Regions from separate parts of the Arachis hypogaea genome. Here region 1 is linked to region 2. The links are chromatin contacts, called in public Hi-C maps. All regions are on one chromosome and are shown on one strand. Each heading gives the region's core, a stretch centred on a gene start, on an enhancer-like site or on the middle of the called end of the contact. The rest is flanking DNA. Distances are from core to core; before and after follow the strand shown.

What was found. A called contact is a pair of places that touch in the nucleus more often than the background predicts.
Region 1: a contact with region 2 is called in a Hi-C map of leaf, with 4 times the contacts expected there. The contact joins the promoter of LOC112703033 here to the promoter of LOC112703030 in region 2. A contact is called at or near these places in 3 of 8 Hi-C or Micro-C datasets (leaf and an unstated tissue).

What each region holds. Positions count from the first base shown.
Region 1 is chr7:49,842,040-49,845,559 of arahy.Tifrunner.gnm2.J5K5, forward strand. It overlaps LOC112703033, which reads right to left and starts at 1,533. Exons shown (of 6, transcript XM_025754330.3): 1 at 1,089-1,533; 2 at 630-682. The coding sequence starts at 1,386.
Region 2 is chr7:49,231,900-49,235,311 of arahy.Tifrunner.gnm2.J5K5, forward strand. It overlaps LOC112703030 (non-specific lipid-transfer protein 8), which reads left to right and starts at 1,886. Exons shown (of 1, transcript XM_025754327.2): 1 at 1,886-2,227. The coding sequence starts at 1,886. The coding sequence ends at 2,227.

The sequences.
Region 1 (3,520 bases), core at 283-2,782, 610 kb after region 2:
AGTCATTTCCCTATTTCATGATTGGATTTGAATTCTCTAAAGTGAGCATGTCTGTAAAGTGAAAAAGTAAGACCTGTTAGGTCTTCATTTTCATTTTCATTTTCATTTTCATTTTCATTTTAATTTTCAATGTCTTCTGTTTTTTCTAAAATTTTATAAGAAGTGAAACAGGAAATGAAAACAACATTTTATTGATTTTACTTTTTGTCTTCACAAAATCTTGGAAACACTTTTTCAAACAAATAAAAGATATTAAGTCAATGATAATTAACCACCTACATTCTCCCAATTACACACTTGTAGACTTTAAAGGGCCTAAGTTTTTCATGATTAATAATTCCAAAAAGATGTTTTTTTATATCAAAATTTATAACTTGGTACTGAACCTAGACTACATTAAGTAAAATTGAATCCACAATTTGCTATTACTTCACAGCTTGATAGCAGCAACTAAGTCCAAACAGAGAAGTTTCTCAACTGATTCGATATCGATATTGCATCATGTACTTATTTGTTTCACTAAACATGTCAGCTAGAATGCATGATGCCACTCTTCACATTCATAGAATAATGAGCACTTTATTCAACACTTTGAGTATTCAAAGCTAGCAACATACATACATACATACCCAGTAGGAACCAGTCCACTTTTGCTCCTTGTAAAGAATGCTGTGAACATTATCTGCAACAATCAAAAGAAACAGAAATTCAGAGACTTATCAGCTACCACAAACAACACAAATTCCATGGCACCTTTTACCCTTTTCACTTATGACCATCCAATTTGAGAAAAAAATAATCACACAAGGAGAGATCCATTTGAGAGATTTTAACACCCAATTCATCAACGCTTCACAGGTCCTACTTTTAAGACGAAAAAAAAAATAGAAAATCATATCCAAATAGAAGAAAAAGAAAACACACCTGCACAAACATATAGAGGGAGAACCTGATTCCAACACTTTTCACACATAGATCATCATCTATGGAGTAAAGTTTGAATTTTTTTAATAACAATTGCTTGTGTGTGTGTGTGTGTGTGTGTGTGAGAGAGAGAGAGAGAGAGAGAGAGAGAGAGAGAGAGGTACGCGTGGAATCAAGGAGGAGCATTCTAGACTTTGGGGTGTCAACAATGACTATGTCATTGTAGTCACTTTTCATAGCCGAGAGAACTTGGTAGCTCTCTTCTTCTTCTTCTTGTTCTTCCTCAACTGTAGATGAAGTTGGAGCAGAAGATGAGAAGTCGGCATTGGCAACGAGTCGTTTGGAGAATTTGTGGTTTGGGGTGCGAATGGGGAAATGAAAGGACTTGAAATAGGGAAAAGAAAGAGCACGGGGAGGAGGCACCAAACTCGTTAACGGCAACGAAGCAGCAGACATACTCATTGTTACTTGACGAGTCGCTATTGCTGCATATGCAATGGAATGGATAACTCGGCATTCGCACACTCCAATTATAAGTACAAAAATGCTCTCATACAAGTAATTTCACTAACCAAATCCAACATAATGATTTAGAGTCATGCTTTACTTGTAAATCACTCCTTGTTCGTTTCTTTTTAACGTAAACATTTCTTTTTTTAATTTTTTTTATATTTTTTTCTCTGATTATTGTTTCTTTTTCTTTAGGTTTTTGTTTTTTTTTTTCGTTTTCTTTAAGTTTATTCTTTTTTTTTTAGATTTTCGATCTGCAGTTATTTTTTTAAATCGAACAGTGTATTTAAAATCGTTTAGATTTTGTGTGTTCTAAAATAATAAATGATTCAGGTTCAAATTAATTAAATGATCGCGATTTGTATTATTCTTCTTAATCGAATCAAGTGGACGAAGTTTAGATCGTTCTTAATTTTATCTAATTTCATTCTTCAACAATTTTGAATTGAATAGAATGAAATGAAATCTAATGTCATTGAATAAAGTAATAATGAATAATTTTATTTTTCTTTGCTAAAATCTGTGTTGTTTATAAATTTGAATTTAGATAGAATATAAGAGTTTCTGAATTTATACAATGCACAATTTTCGATTCATTTATTATTACACAATAGTGTTGCTATGATCATATTTTGGTTCATTTGCAGTTCATGTTGTCCATGAATAATTTGTCCCAAAGGTTGGGATAACTTTCAAGACAAATTAAATGGAATCTAATATAATTGAATAAAGTGATAATGAATAATTTTATTCTTCTTTGTTAAAATCTATATTGCTTATGAATTTGCATTTGGATGAATGCAGGAGTTTCTGAATTTATACGATGCACAAATTTCGGTTTATTTGTTTATTCAATGGTGTTGTTATAATCATATTTCAGTTCATTTGCAGTTCAGATGTATTGTCGATGAATAAGTTGTCCTAAAAGTTGAGATGACTTTCAAGACAAATTAAATAGAATGGAATGGAATCTAATGCAATTGAATAAAGTGATAAGGAATAATTTCATTCTTCTTTGTTAAAATCTATGTTGTTTATGAATTTGAATTTAGATAGAATGCAGGAGTTTCTAAATTTATACAATGGACAATTTTTTGTTCATTTGTTATTACACAATAGTTCTGTTAGAATCATATTTCGGTTCATTTGCAGTCTAGGTGTATTGTGGATGAATAATTTGTTCCAAATGTTAGGATGACTATCAAGACAAATTGAATGAAATGAAACAGAATGGAATCTAATGCAATTGTATAAAATGATAATGAATAATTTCATTTATTTTTGCTAAAATATGTATTATTTATGAATTTGGATTTGGATAGAATGCATGAGTTTTTGAATTTATATAATGCACAATTTTTTATTCATTTGTTATTATATCATAAAGAGGCTTCTCCTTTTTTGAGATGGTCTTCTTTGTCATTTTGGCTGTAAGAAATTAAAAAGTTGGTCAATACTTAACAGCAGTATTAAGTGAACCTTAGTTAATTCACAAATGAACCGAAGTTAATTTAGATTTAAACAAGTAGTCAAAAGGACTCAATCATCAACAAAAGCATATTGAATTCATTTCTGCATCCAAATGAACCTCAAATAAATTAAGAAATGAACCGAAATTATTTAATGATGGCACCAAAAAAATTAAGAAATGAAAAATTTGGTCAATACTTAACAGCAGTATCAAGTGAACCTTAGTTAATTCACAAATGAACTGAAATTAGTTCAGATTTCAACAAGTAGTCAAAAAGACTCAATCATAAAAAAATAATTAAATTCATTTCTGCATCCAAATGAACCTCAAATAAATTAAGAAATGAACCGAAATTGTTTACGATGCCTGAGTTACAGAGAAAAACAAGAAAATTTTGAATCAAAGAAATTTGATCTACTAAATGAATGAATTCAATCCACTAAATCCTAAACCGAACAAGTAGAAATGCGAGAAATGCGAAGGAGAAAACTGAACATAATGAATAAGTAGTTTTGTTAGTACCTTGAGGAATCTTTGTTGTTCGTTTTTTGTATTTTTTGTGATGATCTCAAACACAAAGCCGGATTTTTCTATAGTTTCACAAAGAATTTAAAA
Region 2 (3,412 bases), core at 636-3,135:
GATTCAGTTAAACTTTTGTGAACACAATTTTTTAAGCTTGCACTCCTGTTTACGACTTTTTAATTTGGTTTCTGGTAATTTGGATTATATAGGATTGTAATTCGTTAGTTCCATTTTGATTTCTTATTTTGGTGTACTCTTTTTAGGTATATGCTGAGATGCATCACCAACTTTTAGCTAGAATGCAGGTTAAGAGAATGAAGAAACATTACATATATGCCATCGCACATGTTGAAAGACTTAAATTAGTTTTCTCATCTTGTTAGGGAACAGATTCATTAATCTACTTGGTGATTTTGTCTTGTCCGCTTGGTTTATGTACATTGATGATATGCATCATGTTAGGAGCAGTTATGGTACATTATGAAGAGTAAAGTTTTTGGTTGATTTTCTGCAATATGTCCTTTAGAAATTTACGATTCTATTTCTTGTGTTAATTTCAAATTAAAAGAGAACTAATAGATGTAGCATATCTAAGAAAAGAGTGTATCTATCAGAAAATTCCATTCATGAATGCCATGACTTCCCCTTAGTTGGTTCACACAATGGGAGTAGATCCTCTCCAGTAAAAAAAAAACTGGATGATGTCAATTGTAATCTCTCACCCTTCAATGTTCTCTCTCATATTTAATTTTGATCACACTTATAAAATTAATGGCGAGAGATTACACTGCATTTCCTCAAGTGTTAAAAAAACCGGAGAAGATCCATTTCCTTCGCACAATAGAGGTTAATTAATTTCTATTTTAGAGCTATCAATCTGTAAAGTCTAAAGAGTACTATATGTGCGTGTATATATGATATAATAAAGGGTAAACTTAACGAATCAACTTTTGTCAACAAATATCAGTTAATTTTTTAAAATTATTTTGTTTATTTTAAATTTTATATCATAAATTTTTAATCATAAAAAATTAGAATTTTATAATTAAATTAACTGACCTAGCTTATTAAGGCCCGCACATTTAAATCCCGGTATGTAGAATTATATATGGGCTTCCAACATGATAGTTTGGACTATTTAAGAAAAGTCCAATGGGTCAATGGATCAACGGCTTTTTTTAATAGGTCATTTTTTTTAAATAGCTTGCTTCACCTTAGTTTCATGTTCACTGCACCGTGTTAAAGAACTATGAATTGAGGTGAATTTAGATCTGGATATAAAATTTGAATATTTTCATAAATCCTTACAATCTATTGCAGTTTACGTCTGAAAGTTGTTTCTTGATAAACTACTATTGTAACTATTTTAGAAATGTTTTATTTAAATAATTTTACTCTACTTTATTTAAATGTGCAATTTGTCCTAAATGTTATTTTTTAAAAATATTGAGAAGATAATTAGAAGTTCAAAATTTTTTTTAATCGCAAAATTTAAAAAAAAAATTAGAAAATAAATTAAGACTCTCACTATTTTTTTTTTTAGTTTACTGGCCGTGAATCCTACACATGGTTCTGCTCTGCTCCTGGATGGTTCATTGTCAACACTACAAACAAAGTGTGCAATAGTGATAAACAACTCTTACAAGGTTTACTACCAACCAGCACATAATTAAATGTCCATAGTGATCAAATTCCTACATGATTTGAAAACCGTAAAATATTTATATATGCACCAATTATCTTGTGCAACTTATATTACTTGTTGAAACTGAATAACCCCTTCTTCGTTACTTCCACCTAACCTTGAAATTTTAACAATTTCTTGTACAATTAAAATCAAACTTATCTTTCTTGTACTCTATTTAACAATTTTATTTTAATAATTATTTTTACTTGTAGTTTTTAGCTTCCTCTGATCCTATAAAAATGTCTAAACATGGACCAACAATGCAAATTGAAACCACCATCACCACCACAACATATAACAATTAATTAAATAAGCATGAAATCAGTTGCTGCTACATGTGTTCTTATGATTTTAGTGACCTCAGTAACTAATTCTGAGGCTACAATTTCATCATGCAGTGATGTGATTAAGAACCTAAAGCCTTGTGTGAATTACTTGATGAGTGGAAGTGGTAAACCACCAGGACCATGTTGCTCTGGCGTTAAAGCTCTTGCAGCTGCTGCAGCAACCTCTGCTGATAAGAAAACTGCATGCAACTGCATCAAATCCACTTCCAAGAGTCTCAACATTAATTCACAACTGGCTCAGGCTCTCCCTGGAAACTGTGGAGTATCACTTCCCATCTCTGTTTCCCCCAATGCTGATTGCTCCAAGTAATGAAAATATCACTTATTACATATATAATATTGTTTTGAAATACTACCTTATTAATCGGCTTTTTTTTAAATAATTATATTATTTACAGGCATAGATAATTTTGACATAATTTACATTTTTAAATAAAATACGGCATGTCCATGTGTTATTTTAAATAAAATACCTTATAATATGTTTGTAAATTGTAATAATTTTAGAAGACAAATTAAATATTTAATATATTTTTTAATTTAATATTTTCTCATACACAGAGCAAAGTTACGTTGTTTTTTTTTTTGTATTTTTAATTATTATTAAATAGGTGTGAGGCTCGTGCCAGATAATCTCATACCATTTAATGATAGAGAATATGAAGTCAATGTACAAAGAAGAATGAAAACTCCATTTTGTTCTTTTCATATTTTATAAATCACTTCTTTGTTTTTTTTCTTAGTCAATCTTCAACTTAGATTCTTAGACTATGCTTCTTCAACTTTTGGATTTTAATGTTTTCTCCCTTATGTTGTTGCTGCATCTTTTGCAGGGTTGGTTGAAAGTTGAAAATTGGAATTGGAGAGCGATGCAGGGAATGCTGAACATTATTCTGCTACTTATATATAATTAAAATGGCGTATTTTGAAATAAACTAGAATCTACCTATGTGGATTTCTTTATTATTATGTTGGTATTCTCATTCTGTTTCCTGTTAATGTCGTAATTTCCGTTTCCTTGCTCCAATTATTATTATTATTATTATTATTATTATTATTATTATTATTATTATTATTATTATTATTATTATTATTATTATTATTTGAACTTAGTCAATGTTGTAATATTAACCACTAAAATTCGTTAAGATGTTAAGTTCTTTTATTTAATAATTAGGATAACGAAAAATATTGGGCAGCAATTTTTAATAATTTTGGTCAGTATTTAATTAGCACAAACATTAAATTGTCTTCAATAAATAATTTTTTTTAATTTATATGCATAAACTTTAATAAATATTAATGCAAGTTGTGTTAATTTATACGTGTAAACTCTAATAAATATAAATATAAATCATATGTTTTATGTATACAAATTCTTGTAAATATATGTATAAATTATTATTGGTCAAATACTAACTTAAAATAATAATATTTACTAGTCATATAATATTATTATTATGATAATACTAAAAAAGATAATAATTCAAAATTA